Regions from separate parts of the Mus musculus genome. Here all the other regions are linked to region 2. A link is a contact called in public ChIA-PET and HiChIP or PLAC-seq data. All regions are on one chromosome and are shown on one strand. The core of a region is the stretch at or near the end of the contact, and the rest is flanking DNA. Distances in the headings are between cores, read along the strand shown. Region 1 has its middle 30 kb from the start of Car12. Region 2 has its middle 19 kb from the start of Gm39364. Region 3 holds the start of Car12 (carbonic anhydrase 12).

Region 1 (3,420 bases), core at 114-2,613, 400 kb after region 2:
AGCCCCAGGTCCTCCTAGAGCTACAGCTAGGATAACCTCCCACCCTGAGTGTTCCCTGGTCTAGATTGGGTCCCCTGGAGGTTCTAGGAACCTTGAAGAAGAGGACCTTAGTGGGCAGCCTTTACTGTTTGAGGATGTGGTCTCCAAGGAGACTGTGAGATTCTGCTCTCTGTGTCCTGGCTCAGGACATGATGGCCCACTTTGACATGTTTTTGCAAGGCATGCCATTTTTACTGATGCCTCTGCATAATGTTTGCCTTGCACCTGTGGAAACGTGAGGTAAAATAAATGTCTTTACTTCATATGGAGCCCGTGATAAGGATTTTGTTATCCGGATGCAGCCAGTGAATATGGCTGCTTGTCTTTATAACATTTGAAAGTTGCCAGGTATAGTGGCTAGCACCTCTAATCCCAGCACTCGGAAGGCAGAGGCAGGTGTATCTCTGTGAGTTTGAGGCCAGCCTGGTCTACACTGAGATTTCAAGGACAGCTAGGGCTACATAGAAGAATTCTGTCTCGAAAAACTCAAAACAATAATAAAAAAAAATTTGAAATCCCCATTTTAAAATAATGCTAACAAAAGTGTCAGATATGGTGGGCGTTGCCTCTAATCCCCTAGAACTTGGGATGCTGATGCAAGAGTTCTTAAATTTTAGGCTCCATAGTAAAATCCTGCTTGGAATAAAAAACAAAACAAAACAAAACAACCTTGGATAAACTCATGCATTCCTTATACAAAGGCACAAAAGTAAAGCAGAAAAGTCTACTTTTGTCTCACAGCTACCAGAAGCAACCATTTTTACTAGAATTTTTTAAAAGTAGTTTATGCTTTTAAAAACATCTACTATTGAAGTTTACTATGGACTTGCATATGTATATATAACTTATATATGTATTTTTACATTCCGTGTAAAATGCTTTGAACTGCCTTAAAAAACAGAACCTAAGGCATTAGCATGTTGTACTGACCCGCTGTACATGGGCCAATTCCACTATACAGCTGGAGTCAGAGAAAATGGAAGCATTAGATTTCCAGAGCTGCTGGAAAAGAAAAGAAAAGGAAAGGAAAGAAAAGGAAAGGAAAGGAGAGGAGAGGAAAGGAAAGGGGAGAGGAAGAGAGGGCAAGGCAAGGCAAGGCAAGGCAAGGCAAAGACAAGACTGTGGTGTTCTGACTGAGACATGCTCTCCATGGGCTCATGTATTTAAACATTTGCTCCCCATTTGTTGGTACTGTATGGGGAGATTACAAACCCTTTAGGAGGTACAGCCTTGCTAGAGGAGAAAGTCACTGGGGCTGGACTTTGAGGGTTTATAGCCTTGCCCCTTCTGCTTGCTCGCTCTGCTTCCTGTGTGTGGTTAAGAGGTGACCACTCAGCTTCCTGTTTTGGCCCCATGCCTGCCTGTTGACATACCATCTCACCATTATGGACTCTCCTTTTGGAACTGTGAGCCAATTTCTTTCTTAAATTTGGTCACGGTATTTGGCCCAGCCACAAAAAAGTAACTAATACAGCCAGAGAAGTAACCGATGAAGTAACCAGAAGTCTGAAGTCAAAGGGCTAGGCTTCCTTACAGGCTTCTTGGGGAAGACCTTTACTTTTTTGCTTTCCTGGTAGTACCATTCTTGAGGCATCATGATGTATACTGTCTCCACTGTCACATAGTGTGTCTTTCCTGTCCACTTTGCCCCTTTCTTCCTCCTCCTTTCCCCTCCCCCTTGTGTGACTGTAGGTTCTCCTACTATGTGTGTCATGGGGAGTAAATTTACGTCATCAGACTTGATGGCAGGTGACCTACTGAGCCATCTTCTAGCCCCTTGAAATTATTTTTAAAAAGAGATTTGATTGCCGTATGGTGATGTACACCTTTAATCCCAGCACTCCAGTTGCAGAGGCAGGCAGAGTTCTGTGAATTGGAGGCCAGCCTGGTCTACATAGCTAATTCCATGGCAACCAAGGCTACATAGAAAGACCCTGTCCAAACAAACAAACAAACAAACAGTGATTTGAGCAGATCTCACGATGTCCTGTGACTCCTCTTCCTTTCTTGTATTATAAAGTATTTAAAAGCAGAAAACATCTTCAGTCTAATTGTCCCATGCAAGCTTTGGTATATCCTCATGGGGACATAGTCTCAAAGTTGTTTTGAGATTTTTCCAGATGATTGTTGCAAACTTAAAATGGAAGCATTTCGGTTTTAGGGACTTCCCCCCCCTTAGACACCGGGACCGACCAATGGGGGCTTACAGTTTCAGTGAGTCCATGACCATCATGGCAGGGAGCATGGCAGCAGGCAGGCAGATACTGTACTGTAGCTCCTTACTGGCTATAGGAGGTAGAGCTCACTAGGAATGTCATGGGATTTTGATACTTTAAAGTCCACCCCAAGAGACACACCTCACCAACAAGGCCATACCTCTTAATCCTTCCTAAATGGTTCACCAGCTAGGGACCAAGTAGTCAAATAGATGAGTCTATGGGGACCCTTAGTATTAGAAGAAGAGCTTTGAGGTAGAGAAGGACTCAGGTTTTTGAATTCCCTACTAAGGCCATTGATTGGGCCCTCCGATGTGTTAACTGGTTCCCTAGGCTTCAGGTAACCAAGCCTTCTACCTTTGGTTCCTCAGTCTACGTGGGCTAGCATTGGCAAACAAGACTAAATACTAAGATGGCATTTCAGGCTAGGAAAGCTGATGGCCTTCCTTTACAAGACTCTCTTTACAAGGCTGGGAAGGCATCTCAGTTGGTAGAGTGCTTGGCTTGCGAGCATGAGGACCAAGTTCAATCCCCAGCATCCACGTATTAAAGGCAGGCATAGCATCACACACTTGCAATCTCAACATGGGGAGACAGAGACGGGAAAACCATGAGAGACCTTGCCTCAAAAAAACAAGGTAAGCAGCTCCTGGGAAATGAGGCCTCCTCACACACACCGGCACACACATGTGTATCCCTCTGCCCAAATACACCTACACACAAATAAAATAACAACTCACTCCATCCTGCAGATGGTAAGGCTGAGTCTGCCTCGGGGAAATCTGATGAGAAACGGCTGGGGAAACAATATCATCTAGAGATTTCCTATTTGGGGAGAGAGGTGTTCCCCAAACGGTCACACTGATGAACCTGGACATAAAGTTAAGTTTATTTTTGTTTTAAAATTCCGACAATGTATTAGTTATCTCAATAACCACAACACTTGTTTTTAAAATGGTACCTACGTTACTGTGAGGATTGCATGGAATCCTCGGTCTTCAATGGAGGCAAGCCCCGTATATGCTAATGAGATTGTCTTTCCCTTGCATTCTTAGCTTGTCCCTAAATTTCAAAGCATTTTTTTTTCTCTATTTGACCTAAACTGTCTGGTGTGATATAATTAATTAAAGAAACGAAACAGCAACCAGACACTAAGATGTCTTTA
Region 2 (3,296 bases), core at 247-2,746:
CAACTGAGAGCATCAGGCAGAAAGATACTTCGAGAGTTGAAGTTGCCAAGTTGACAGGATCCAGAATCCCCTCCAGACAAATATCTGGGCGTGTCAGTGAGGGAGATTCTAGTTTAGGTTAACTAAGCTGGAGAATCCCACTGCAGCTGTGGATGCTATTCATGGGGCTAGGGTTCTGGACTACATAACAAACAGAGATCTAGTTGAACCCCAGCATCTGTCTGCCTCTGCTTCCACACAGCAGACACAGTGTGGCCAGCCACTTCACACTCCTGCTTGTATGCCTTTGCCACGATGCACTGTATCCCAACTGTAAGTCAAAATAGACCTTCTTCTATTTCTTCTCCTTCCTTTTTCTTTTTTTTCTTTTGAGACAGGGTCTCACTAGGTAGCCCTGGCAGGCAGGTCTGGAATTAATTCACAATATAGACCAAGCTGCTCCCAGACTCACAGAGGTGTGAGCCACCATGCCTCCTAGCTTTAAGTTGCTTCTGACCAGGTGTTAGGTCTCAGCAATGAGAAAAGTAATTTGCATATGTCTTTACAGGAAGTGAGCACAGACATTCTGAAACCACAGCAAAGCCTTTCTTGGTCTGCATGCACATCCCTAGATCGAGGGGGGTGGGGGGACCAGGATAAATTGTGATTGTCTATACCTAAGGCTTAGTGCCTTAGAGCCTAGGGCACAATTGGTTTTCCCCCAAACTGCTAGGAGGCAGCTGAGGTCTCTACTGAGAGAAGGGCACTGATGGAGGGGTGTAGTGCCTCTCTCCATGCCCACTGCTGGGTGATGGTAGGCAATGTCTCTTACCCCCTCCTCACTGGACACTGGCCCAGGAGGTGGGCTTTCCTGCTCCTCCAAAGCCTGTAGGTACTTACCTCTTTTCCCTAGAAAGTGTCTCCCAGCAGGATGTGCTGGCATGTGTCTTTAATGTCAGTACTTAGGAGGCAGAGGCAGGTGGATCTCTGTGAGTTCAAGATCAGCCTGGTCTAGATAGTATGTTCTGGCAAGGGCTACATAGACCGGTTTCAAGGGGGAAAAAAAAAAGAAAAAAGAAAATATGAAAATGTCTTCTAGCCTAGGTCCACGGTACTGATCTGAAAACCCTGGCCTGAGAGTCAGGTTAGGTCTCAGAGTTTGAATGACATTTCTGACATCTTCTTAGCTGGGTGATTATTTATTTATTTATTTACCAAGGTATTGGGCCTCAGCTTTCCCATTTGTAAAACGGGGGCATGCCAATATCTTCCCCGCAGGGCTCCTATGACTATTCGGTTGGATTAGCTAAAGCATGGCGGCACTTAGTGTACTGCACTCAGAAAGTGGCTTCTGTCCTAACAACTGTGCTTTATGGACTAGCGTAAAACATAAATTCATCAGTGAGTAGGCTGGATGGAGCAAATGGAAGAAGGAGATGGAGTTCCCATGGTGTTGTTTGCTGCCTCTGCCAACCACTCTGGTGACATGTGATATGTGATGAGCAAGGCCCTTGACGTGACATGCCTCTTGTTTCTCGTCCTTTGGTTTTCCCCAGTGCATGCTGGGGGCCGGCCCACATCCTGAACATTCTGTGAAGCTCGGTTGGTTAAGAAACCTCACTGCCCAGCTGCAAAGCACCTTCGCTTTCCGCCTGTCTGGCCCCTTCAGCTGCCTACGGCCAAATGCAAAGGAGCCTTGCTAGAGAGCAGCAGCAGCTGCTGCCTTCTTGCCGGTCTGCCTGTGCCTCTCCACTCCCCCCGCCCCCACCCTGTGGTTTGCATTCTAGAAGCATCTGCCTCACACCAGGTCTTTATTGCCTTCTGTTCTCACAGCCATCTTGAGAAAGCTTAGGAAACTAAGGCTTCCAGGGGGGTTGGCATTTGTTTTGTTTGCATTCAGAGACAAGGGCTCACTATGTAGCCCAGGCTGGCCTTGAACTTGCAACCCTCCTGCCTCAGCCTCCCCTGAGCTGGGAACCCAGGTGTATACCATGCCCAAATATTTCTGTCTTTTTGCTTTCTAGATGTCATATATGAGCAGCTTCTGTCATGATGTCTCACCACAGACCCCCAAGGCAGCAGAGGCAAGCAGCCATGGACCTAAACCTCCCAGACTGTGAGCCCAAATAATCCTTTCTTCTTTTTCTGTTGATTATCATAGGCCTTCTGTCACAGCAGTGGAAAGTTGGTAGTCTGAGGTCTTTCGTAGGCCCCAGCACTGCATAAACCATACACGCTGGTGCATGCCTGCAATCCTAGCACTCTGGAGCCAGAAACAAGAGGACCAGGAATTCAAGGTTATCTTTTGCTGCATAGTGAGTTGTGAATTTAGGCTAGCCTGAGCTATATTACTGTTTTAAAACAAAAGCAAACAGGTGACTGGAGAGATGGCTCAGCAGTTAAGAGCACTGACTACTCTTCCAAAGGTCCTGAGTTCAATTTCCAGCAACCACATGGTGGCTTATAGCCATCTGTAATGGGATTTGGTGCCTTCTTTTGGTGTCTGAAGACAGCCACAGTGTACCCATAGAAATAAAATAAATACACCTTAAAAAAAAAAACCCACTGTTCTCATTTTTAAAAAGTGAAAAAAAAAAAACAACAGAAATCAAACTAACACATCTGCATCTCCCCCCACCTCAACCCCCCAATGTGTATTGCTGTTTTGTCTGCACATAAGTGTGCACCATGTGCATGCAGTTTCCACAGAAGCCAGAAGAGGGCATCAGACCACCTGGACTTACAGACAGTAGTGAGAGCTACAAGGATTGAACCCTTGTCCTCTGGAAAAACAGTCAGCTCTGTTAACCACTGAGCCATCTTTCTAACCCAGGTTCTGCATCCTTGAAAAGATTTACAATGGAAGATGCTACTCTGATGGTAGGGATGAGGGACTAGTAGGCGCATAGTCATCCCTTTTTAAGGGCAGATGGCCAACTTCATCATTTGTTTTTCTGAGTGCCCCCAACTTCTGGGCTATTCCTTGTAATTTCTTATCTATTTGGCTCTCACTCATTCAGGGAGTGGGGGATGGGGACAGGGACTGAGCTTTGCTTTCCAGGAGCAGACTCGCTTGACGGAGCACCCCTGGGTAGCACTAGGGATGCCCTGACGCTCCTTGTGAGGCTGCAGCAGCTTTTGAACTCCTTCTCCCCTATAGCCAAGCTTTTAATTTCTTCCTTAGCAGCTGGGAAAAACAAGGGGAGAGGGCAGTGAGGTGATTAGTGGGCAAAGGTGCCTGCTGCCAAGCTTTAGTCTCATGCCCAGGATCCAAATGGTGGAAGGAGAGAAATGACTTTCGAAAGTTGCCCTTGAAC
Region 3 (3,114 bases), core at 402-2,901, 430 kb after region 2:
TATGATCTATTCTTACTATTTGACTAAATCCACCATATCCTTCTTTTTTCCCTGCATCTTTGGGGATCCGTTTAAAGTGAACATTTGAGAAGTTGAACTGAGTACTTTCCGACATACTGAAAAACACCTGTCGTGGGAGTGACACAGGCCGGTGGCAGGTATGATCCAGTTGGCCTTGAACTAGTCAAGGCTTCACTCTCTGGGCCCAGAATCTGCATCTCAGAACATTCAGGGGTCTCTCTGGGCCTTCTGCTCCCCAGTCCACCTCAGCCTTTAACAAGACTGCCTAAGCCACTCCAGAGCTCATTCAAGGCTATTCATCTCTGAGAAAAGGTCACCCTTAAGCTTATTGTGGTCTGGAAATGATTGTGACAAAATTGTCATTGTAACAACTTCCTTGAAGAGATTTCAAGCCCTTTATTACCCATACAATAGTTGAGCTGTTAGGGACAGAACAATAACACCCCTTGAAATGCAGGCGACACCTGCTTCCTGGTGGTTCTCGGCTGCTCAGTCTCTCCAAGTTGTAGGTGAACAAATGGCCTCTTTGGTCACCAAGGCCAACCTGAGTTGTAGGTTGAGTGCCAGAACAGATGGGGGATGGGGGAGGGCTGGGCTGGTTGACTTGGCCCAGAGAAGAGGGCATGGCGGGCCAGGTTACAAACATGGGGTTATGTACTATTCCGTATGTGTAGGCAGCAGGAGACCAGGGTTAGTAGGAGCAGGAAACTGAGCCCCACACCTGAGGTGGTAGAGAGATATGGAGGAGCCAGGGAAGCAGAGACCATCTCGGGCGGGAATAACAAACAGACGATATAGGAGGTAAGGGTGGGGAACAGCAGAGCAGGAGGCCAGGAAGATTCAGCTCCGCATGGGCGGGCTAGACACAAACGTGATCAGAACAACGGGCTCCTGTCTAGAGTGTAAGTGTGCATATTGCAAAGCAAGCGGAGATTGGAGAATAGTGGGCAGGAGTAGCAACAGGTGATAAACCAGCATTGGAAACAGCCTGGCCACTGGTCCACATAACCCCTAGCCTGGTCTCTGATGCTTGTAGACACTCGGTAATAAAGCAAGTCCTTTTCTTTCACCACTACTTCAGAGAGGGCACCTTCTCCACCTGCTGCCTACCGAAGATGGGCTGATCCTGTGAATTTGCACAAGGAGTAAGCCTTGTCTACATGCCTCCTCCTCCTAAGGGAAATGCTAATCGCCAAGAAAAGCGACTCATTTCTGTGAATCCCTTTATCTTAGTTTCCGATTCGCAGTCTCTTTGTGGTTTCGTTGAGAAGAGCTTAATCTGGATGTGATGTGTAATTCACAGCTACTTGGCTAAGACCAGGCAGAAACATTCAGACCCTGAATGAGGCTTTGGCCCAAACAGCATTCTATGCTGGGGCTTTCAAGTAAGGGCAGTGACAGACCACAGTCACATCTAGGGAAGTGAGTGCTGCACGGGTCCCTGACTTTCCATACCTCCCTGTGAGAACTGGCTCCCCCAAGTAACCTGTGGCCCAGAGGACCGCCGCAGTGGGCCACTGAGGACCACTTAAGTCAGGACCTCAACTCACCTCGGACCTGGGGCTCCTGCCCTCCGGTAGGCTGGGCTTTCTGCCCCGCCCTCCTGCCTGATGACATCATGTTTAGGGTTGAGTCGCGGCATTAAAAAGCAGCCTACAGGCAGCCACGAGTCTACACAACCAACGTGCACGTCTTGGTCCCAGGCTAAGTGCACACTGTGCTGGTGCGCCGCTGCCAGCTCCGAGCGCCCCACAGCTCCGAGTGAGTGGCAGCTTTGAGTCGCCAGGACAAAGATGCCTCACCGCAGCCTGCGCGCGACTGTCGTCCTCCTGTTGGTGATCCTTAAGAAGCAGCCTTCCAGCTCAGCCCCACTCAACGGTAAAGTTTCTGCTTACTTAAAAAAAAAAAAAAAAAAAAAAAAAAAAAAAAAAAGAGTCCTGTGCACTGAGCCATGCCTGGGCAGAGAGAGGATTTCTGCCAGGCTCTTGCAAGATAAAGTAAAATCACTACTGAGCGAGTAAGGAAGTTGCTGTGTGCCTAGCACATTTTCAAGAAAGGATGCTAGCTTTGGGATCGTTTGGGATGCACTGTTAGCTGAGGTTAGTTGGAGGCACTTTTTTTTAACGGTGCTTGGTGCACAGTTGTAGTTACTCATTTGCCTCTTTTCTGAGCACACTACCTCTGGAGATGGGGCTTGGAAACTTGCTAGCCAGGATCCCGGAACCACGTGCAGAGCGCTGAGAAAGGACTGTCTTCCTGTGTGCTGTGATCCGCAAGAAGGGGTGTCTGGCTGATCGTCAGAACCCTCAGAGAGGCAGTTAACCAGTAGGTTTCACACTCCGTGTCCAGGGGATAATGTAGCCCACCGTTAGTCATTGTCTTTCCCCTCGAGATCTCTGCTACACTGAACCTACATGTGTGCGCACATGCCTTATTTCTAACTGTAATAAGGGGCTGAAACCCGAAGGGCAAGTATGCTGAACAGGGTGTCAGGTTGAGGTGGGAAGAGGAGCCTGAATTGTGGGCTCATGTCCAAAGCCTGGATAATTAACTCCTTTGGAATAAGAAAAGGAAAAGCAAGCTTTAGCCTGCCTCTCCCTCAGGCTACTACTAACCTTAGGGAGAAGGTGGGGACTGGGTCCTGCTTGTTTGTGTCAATGGGTCCCCACACTGTGGTGATACTTGTTCTTGGGTTGCAATAGAAGGGACCAAGAGTGACCCCAGTGGCTGAACAATGATTCCCCTGGCCAGGCAGCGGGGAGAGAGCCCAGCTCCTGCCCAGCAGTATCAGAGCTCTGCTCTCCTTCCCCCCTTGGAGGACCACACTCTGCCGGTGGGCAACAAGCCACTACCCCTTTACTGAACCTTCATCGACTGGCTGGCAGGATCTGCCTACTATCACCTTTCCCACGCAGTCAGGAAGAAGCAGAATGTGGGAGAAGTCCCACAAAAGTGGCGATCAATTTTGAAAACTGTTAACTTTGGGTTGCTACTAACTCTAAAGGAATCTATAGAGACTGAAGTTCACCAGAAGTCGTTTTAGCACCAAGCACCTCACACAAAGGAGAGAAGGACTCTATTGATCTTTTTTTT

What was found. ChIA-PET counts read pairs in DNA pulled down with a chosen protein or histone mark. HiChIP or PLAC-seq counts read pairs in DNA pulled down with a chosen protein or histone mark.
Region 1: a contact with region 2 is called in an RNA polymerase II ChIA-PET map of memory CD8 T cells, with 62 read pairs. The contact joins two enhancer-like sites. A contact is called at or near these places in 1 of 484 Hi-C or Micro-C datasets (large pre-B cells) and 3 of 115 datasets of contacts at active chromatin or transcription factors (T-cell acute lymphoblastic leukemia, embryonic stem cells and memory CD8 T cells).
Region 3: an H3K4me3 HiChIP or PLAC-seq map of the 230-238 cell line shows a contact between it and region 2, with 10 read pairs. The contact joins the promoter of Car12 here to the enhancer-like site in region 2. A contact is called at or near these places in 5 of 39 promoter capture datasets (the 3T3-L1 cell line, the C10 cell line, embryonic stem cells and 1 more), 1 of 484 Hi-C or Micro-C datasets (the Ba/F3 cell line), 5 of 115 datasets of contacts at active chromatin or transcription factors (the 230-238 cell line, T-cell acute lymphoblastic leukemia, embryonic stem cells and 2 more) and 2 of 9 other capture datasets (embryonic stem cells and macrophages).

What each region holds. Positions count from the first base shown.
Region 1 is chr9:66,681,623-66,685,042 of GRCm38.p6, forward strand. No RefSeq gene overlaps it. Among named protein-coding and RNA genes, the nearest start is that of Car12, 30 kb to the right of the region's middle. Within about 2 kb of position 1,364, at least 71 of the 459 cell types and tissues checked have an H3K27ac peak or open chromatin away from gene starts, as enhancers often do. A contact at or near this core is called in memory CD8 T cells, where this site is marked.
Region 2 is chr9:66,280,090-66,283,385 of GRCm38.p6, forward strand. No RefSeq gene overlaps it. Among named protein-coding and RNA genes, the nearest start is that of Gm39364, 19 kb to the right of the region's middle. Within about 2 kb of position 1,497, at least 72 of the 459 cell types and tissues checked have an H3K27ac peak or open chromatin away from gene starts, as enhancers often do. A contact at or near this core is called in the 230-238 cell line, T-cell acute lymphoblastic leukemia, memory CD8 T cells and 1 more, where this site is marked.
Region 3 is chr9:66,712,035-66,715,148 of GRCm38.p6, forward strand. Car12 (carbonic anhydrase 12) reads left to right here and starts at 1,652. Exons shown (of 11, transcript NM_178396.5): 1 at 1,652-1,899. The coding sequence starts at 1,815.